2 separate regions of the Mus musculus genome follow, and region 2 is linked to region 1. The links are chromatin contacts, called in public Micro-C maps. All regions are on one chromosome and are shown on one strand. The core of a region is the stretch at or near the end of the contact, and the rest is flanking DNA. Distances in the headings are between cores, read along the strand shown. Region 1 holds the start of Rbm20 (RNA binding motif protein 20). Region 2 holds the start of Pdcd4 (programmed cell death 4).

Region 1 (2,896 bases), core at 144-2,643:
GATCCCCCTGCCTTTGCCTCTCTAGTGAAGAGCTGGGACTAAAGGCATGTGCCACCCGCCGCCACACGTTCTGTTTTGTTTGTTTGTTTGTTTGTTTGTTTGTCAGACTTGTGTGAATTGTGAATGATGTGTGTGATGTTTAATACAAATAATCGTAACTCTAATTGGCAATGAGAGAGAGAGAGAGAGAGAGAGAGAGAGAGAGAGAGAGAGAGAGAGAGAGAGAAGCTCTCTAAGGTAGGGTGGCAGAGTAGGCAGTTTCAAGGGGAAATTGACACAAGAGTCAGGAGGGACAAAAAGTATCTTTCAGAGAGTTCAAGCAGTTGTCAGGTTTTGAGACATCTTTAGAATTTTCTGGTGTGTGAAGCAGGCAGGCAGGACTTCAGGCTGTGGGATCAGCTCGCTGCCCTCTGGCTTATAACGCACGAGAGAGGAATTTGGCCGCGGGCGTCCGTGTCTGGAACACCACGGAACAGCACAGTCCGAGAGAGCACGAGGCGGCCACTCCCCGGCCGGTGCTCAGGTGCAGGAGGGTCTGCGGGAGCAGGTGTCCCCTGTCGCCGTCTCCAGCTGCTCCGCCCTCAGAGCCTCACAAGTGCGTCGCACAGCTGCCACCCCGGTGCACACGGGTGTCCGGCGCAGGTGGGCTCCGGGCAATTAACAGAGTCGGTGAACTCTCTTCCTTATCCTTTAAATTTCCAGAGACGCTGCCAATAAATATGAAAGAAACGTGTGCCTGGTTTTCTTTTGCTCTCGTGGGAAAATTCAAAGAAATGAATCCACTGCTACCCTGTCCGTCGCCTTTGGGACCCCCGAAGCGACAGCTGGAACTACCAGCGTGGTGAGCTCCGGGGCCTGATCATCTGGGCCCCGAGATCGCAGTCCCACCCACCTAGGGAAGGATGTGACAGTGTCGGGTCCTTCCAGAGGCGCTGGCTGGGCTCCAGCCGCAGGAGGATGCCAAGCCCCGGGCGCACTTCGCGCTGGCGATGTCCTCGGGACTCTGCCGGAGCCGGGCAGCCTGTGAGCTCCGGAAGAAACTACAAGGCGGCGGAGGGCGGCTGCGGGGCGGGCCGGCGTGTCGCCCTCTCACGAGGGTGTCGCGCTGAGGAGCGCCTGGCTGGTCACCCCGAAGGGCTCGCGGTGGCGGGTGGCGGCTGCTACTCACTGTGCCTCGGGTGGACAGGCACAGTTGTCCCGGTCACCCCGCGCGCAGCAGCTCCTGGGCGTCTCGCGGCTTCCGTGGCCCCGGGGACGCCCCCTGTTCCTGTCCCTGTCCCCCGCCCCCTCCGCAGCCTCTCCAGCTTGAGCGCCGGGAGGTGGAGGAGGCGGCGCCGCGGGGACTGTCTCCTCCCCACCCTTCTCGTCTCCTCCCCACGCCACCGAGAAGGACAAGGGGACTGGGCACAGGGACCCCGGCCAGTGAGCGCTTGTGTTCCGGGACCGCCCCTCCCGCGCGCTCTTTCGCTGCGAGCCCGGGCCGGTGTCGCCGCGCATGGTGCTGGCAGTAGCCATGAGCCAGGACGCGGATCCCAGCGGTCCGGAGCAACCCGACAGAGATGCCTGCGTTATGCCCGGTGTTCAGGGGCCCTCCGTGCCCCAGGGCCAGCAAGGGATGCAGCCTCTGCCGCCACCGCCACCGCCTCAGCCTCAAGCCAGCCTGCCCCAGATCATCCAAAAGTAAGAGGGAGAATGGAGTGGGGCTGGGGTGAGCCTGGGACACACACCAGGGGCCCTCTTTTGTGGCTTCATTTCCATCCTTTGCTAAACTTCGCCCGCCCCGCTTGTGTTTGAAGTGTTGTTGGCGCTCTGAGCTGGGTCGGTGTCATTCTGGCTTGTTGGTGATATTGGGTAGAACGCAGTCAAGTTATTAGTGTGTGGTGGTGGTGGTGGTGGGGCATAATTTTTGCCTTTTCTTATGTGTTCTCTTTTCTCTTCTGATGGTACTGGATCTGTTTTAACTTCATAAGCTCGAAGTTGGGGGAAATGACCCAGAGACTATTTTTTTCATCCTTCTGATCCTTAGAGACCACTGGAATGTATTACGGTGACGATGACGGGTCAAGCGTGAGTGTGAGCGCTTAGTGAAGGGTGTGTGATAAATCGCCACTGAGAACAAAACTACCTTTAGTGGAGTCAACTAGAGATTTGGGACAAAGGGAGTTGAGGGCCTGTAAACAACGCGCAAACAGTTTACAACATGGCCCTTGCAAGGAGTTCTCAGCTGCAGAAAAGGTTTCCCCTAGATACCGTGGTGAACCTCACCGTTCTTCTTTTCATTGGTTTGGTAAGCTGGGGTGGTCAGGGGTCCCAGGAAGCCCCTTATCCCGTCTGGGAAGCGTAGAGGTAAACCGCTGGTGTTTTACTCCCTCGGCTCCTTAAAAAGCATTGTTTTGACAGTTTGAGGCCTAGAATGTCGGATTGTTCGAAGGCTCTTTATTTTGCTTCAGGCTTGGTCCACCTGTGACAAAGTCCTGAAAAATAGTTTGAGTGTTTCCACAAGTCTAATTGGAACATGTAAACTCAGGAAAACTCACATGAGGAGCTGGGGTTTTTTGTTGGCTGTTCTGATCTTGGGGATTCTGTAAACTCACTACGATGCACTAAGGAAAAAAAAAGCAAACATGGAAAAGGAAATGGAAGCAAATAGTAGTCAACTCTGAATGGCTTTAAAAAGCGAGTTATCTAATAGAAAAGAGTGAAAACTCAAATTTGCCATCAATAACAGGGAGGGGGGGTGTCGCGTTTCAGGACAAAATGGTTTCCTATCTGTTGGCTGGTTGACTCCTAAAGTCCTATTTAACTTTGATATTTTACATAACTTTTAGCTACTTGCAATTTGCAACTTTTTAAAAGTGAAAAGTTTCCTAAGGTGGTCCTTTTTCCTCTCTTTGTA
Region 2 (2,870 bases), core at 127-2,626, 230 kb after region 1:
AGGGTGAGTGAGACACGGGGCTTGTGGGACAAGCCAGGACTGGGACTCAGATGAAACAATGCCGGGCAGAATGTCCTCAGTCCCTGCAGACTGGCTGGTGCTCCGCGGAATCAGGTTTCAGAAAATGGATCATACTGGCATGAGACTTGATAAAGACTGAGGGAGGCTGAGAGACTTGGATAAGATGTACCAGGCAGAGAGGCCATCTAGGAGAGACATTTCGAGATGATATGATAAAAGACCTGGCAAGACACAAGGGAGGATGCGGAGCAGTGAGCTGTCCAAGTGGGTTCAGGAGGACGGGTATCCAGGGGTTAGGGTGTGCAGACATAGCCTTGAAGCCTATAAGTCGCACTGTGGGCTCTAGGGTGTCTGCTGAGAAGCAGGCACTCCAGGGAGGCAGTGGGGAGCTTGTGAAGGTGTGTGTGTGTGTGTGTGTGTGTGTGTGTGTGTGTGTGTGAAGAACATTAGATAACACCAGGCAGTAAGAGCCGGGGTAGAAAGGCCCACGTTAGGGGATGGTGGTTGCTATCGAGCAGTTCAGTTCTGAAAAGACCAAGGGAAACATTCTGGTATTGCCATTCAGACTAAAGGTAAACATGGCCAGAGAAAGCAGGTCAGTCACTTTCCAGGTGCACAGGAAGAACATACGGTGCTGCACATTATCTCAGGCGATAACATCCGAGACAAAATGAAGGCTAGAGATGGCAGCCAGAAGGAAACGTCACAGAAGACAGCTAGAGAGGGCTGATTCAATACACAAACCATAGCCATGGTTGAGAAACCCAGCTTTGGAAAGAATGCAAGCACCATAGTGGCCTGGCTGGTTAGCAAAGGGACTTCAGTTTTTGTATCTCTTTATCTGGGAAAAGGGAGCGATTTTTATCTCAAAGGGGTTAGGCTTTTCCTGCGAGAAACTTCCTGAGCACGTGGACACACGGCAGGAGCCACGCGAGAGCAAGGACCAGCGGGCAGAAGTTAAGTAGTGGTTGCAGATTCTCCCAGACGCCCAGAAATAGTGGGGACCTCAGGAAATCCACAACCGCCCTAGAATTGGGCTGAGACGCCCTGTAGAGAGGACTGGCCGGTCTGGTCCACGAGCCGCGCCCCAGCCCCCAGCCCCCAGCCCGGCACAGCCCTCCGCCCGCTTTCACAACCCGGCCCTCTGCACTTAACCCCCACTCTGGCTGGTGGCCGAGCGGGTCCCAAGCCCAGCGCGCATGCGCCGACGGCGCCCCGCCCCCCTGAGCCCCGCCCCTATTTCCACGTCTCACTTCCCCTAGCTCTGCCTCGCCGCCTCGGCTGCAGCTCGGCCGCCACGATTGGCTGCGGGACGTCCTCCTCTCGGCCAATAGACGCCACGCCGTCGCCCCCGTGTTACTGGGTAGAACAAAACAAAAACAAACAGAGCGAGCGGGGCCAGAGGCGCTCCGAGGCAGCGGCGGCGGAGGCTGAGGAACGGGGTCGGGGCCCGGCGGACCGGAGACCCGGGCGAGCGGCGGCGGCCCGAGGGGGTCAGTACTGTGGGCGCGGCTCGCACGCTCGGGCGGGCGGCGTCCTCGTCCCTTAGGCCCGGGTCGGCGGAGGCTGCCGCACGTTGGGAGGGGGAGGGGGCGTGGAGGCCTCGCCGCGGGGGTCGGGACGCTCGGTCCCTGTCCACGCTGGCCCTGGAGCCCTCCGGCCACCGGCGCTCGCCCAACGCCCGGGGCTGCGGGGAGCTGCCGGTGCTCGCTCTCCGAGGCCGGGTCGGTCGGGCCGGGGAGCTGCAGCACGGGCCCGCCCCCTCCTCCGCAGCCCCATCCCCGGCGGCCGGGCGTGCGTGGCTGCGTGCGCTCGCGGTGAGAGGAGCCTCCGGGCGCCCGGTCCGACGCAGTTGGACGCGGGGGACGGGACGGTAGGAGAGGGGTGTCGTCCGGACGGAGATCCGGTGAGGGGTCGGTGCCCCGAACCGAGGCCTGGTCCGCCTCGGCCGGCCCTGCCCGCTGCCGGAGGGTTGGGGTCCTGCGGGACAGGCGTCGGTCGGTGCGGGCACGGGGCGGGGACAGCTGCCCTCCCGGCCCTGTGCCAACTCCTCCTTGCAGTCTCCTGTACAGGGTCCCTTAAAAAAAGTACAATACAACCTAGAGAAAACAAAGCCGAGAAGGGAGCCCCCTCTCTGTGAACGCATGCTGTGTCTGCTGCCCGTGGCTGTCCGCTACTGTAATGTACGTAGAGGGCGTGCTTTTTGGTTTTTGGTTTTGGTTTTTTGTTTTTGCTTTCCCTGAACAGCCTCAGAACTGCAGATGTAGGTCTCGCCTATCTTCCCCGAGCCCCTCCTTGGGAACTGGCTCTGTAAACCAGCCTCTGTAGTCGACTACCTGCTATGAATGATTCAAAATGCGGCTCCGGGCCTGGGTGAGGGGTGGGTGTGAGGCCTACGAGCTGCGTTTAAGACATTTTGATAGCTTCACAGCTGTAATACTCTTGATTTAAGAGTTTGAAATTTTAGGGGAAGGCCCTAGCATATATATTCGTGCTCGTATTTATATCCATAATATGCGTGCGATATCTATCTATATATCTATATCTATCTCGTGGTAAGAGTAGAGGAAAATAAAATACTTGTTACGGCTGCAAAAATAAATGTACATGGTTGCTCTCAGTAGTGGTTGCTTTTGCGTTATTGTTGTAGAGTGCTCTTAGCAGAATGCAAGTTGCTAATTAATGTGACTGCATCCCAGGGAAGAATTAAGGTCATTTTCTAGTTAACATGTGGTCTAAACTTGACTTCCAAAATGTCAAAGTAATTTATCGGGCATTTAGGAAATGCACTGGATAACAGTTAATTTCAGCTTAATCGTTTTTAGCTGTATACATAGCTTCCCCTTACC

Evidence for each region. A called contact is a pair of places that touch in the nucleus more often than the background predicts.
Region 2: a Micro-C map of embryonic stem cells shows a contact between it and region 1, with 5 times the contacts expected there. The contact joins the promoter of Pdcd4 here to the promoter of Rbm20 in region 1. A contact is called at or near these places in 5 of 39 promoter capture datasets (the 3T3-L1 cell line, the SN4741 cell line, embryonic stem cells and 2 more), 3 of 484 Hi-C or Micro-C datasets (embryonic stem cells, nephron progenitors and olfactory sensory neurons), 4 of 115 datasets of contacts at active chromatin or transcription factors (forebrain, memory CD8 T cells, pancreatic cancer cells and 1 more) and 1 of 9 other capture datasets (pancreatic islet).

Annotation. Positions count from the first base shown.
Region 1 is chr19:53,675,913-53,678,808 of GRCm38.p6, forward strand. It overlaps Rbm20 (RNA binding motif protein 20), which reads left to right and starts at 1,394. Exons shown (of 14, transcript NM_001170847.1): 1 at 1,394-1,680. The coding sequence starts at 1,496.
Region 2 is chr19:53,901,975-53,904,844 of GRCm38.p6, forward strand. Pdcd4 (programmed cell death 4) reads left to right here and starts at 1,377. Exons shown (of 12, transcript NM_001168491.1): 1 at 1,377-1,514. It overlaps Gm30990 (basic salivary proline-rich protein 2-like), which reads right to left and starts at 2,630. Exons shown (of 8, transcript XM_030251154.1): 1 at 2,609-2,630; 2 at 1-2,098. The coding sequence starts at 2,630. The coding sequence ends at 897.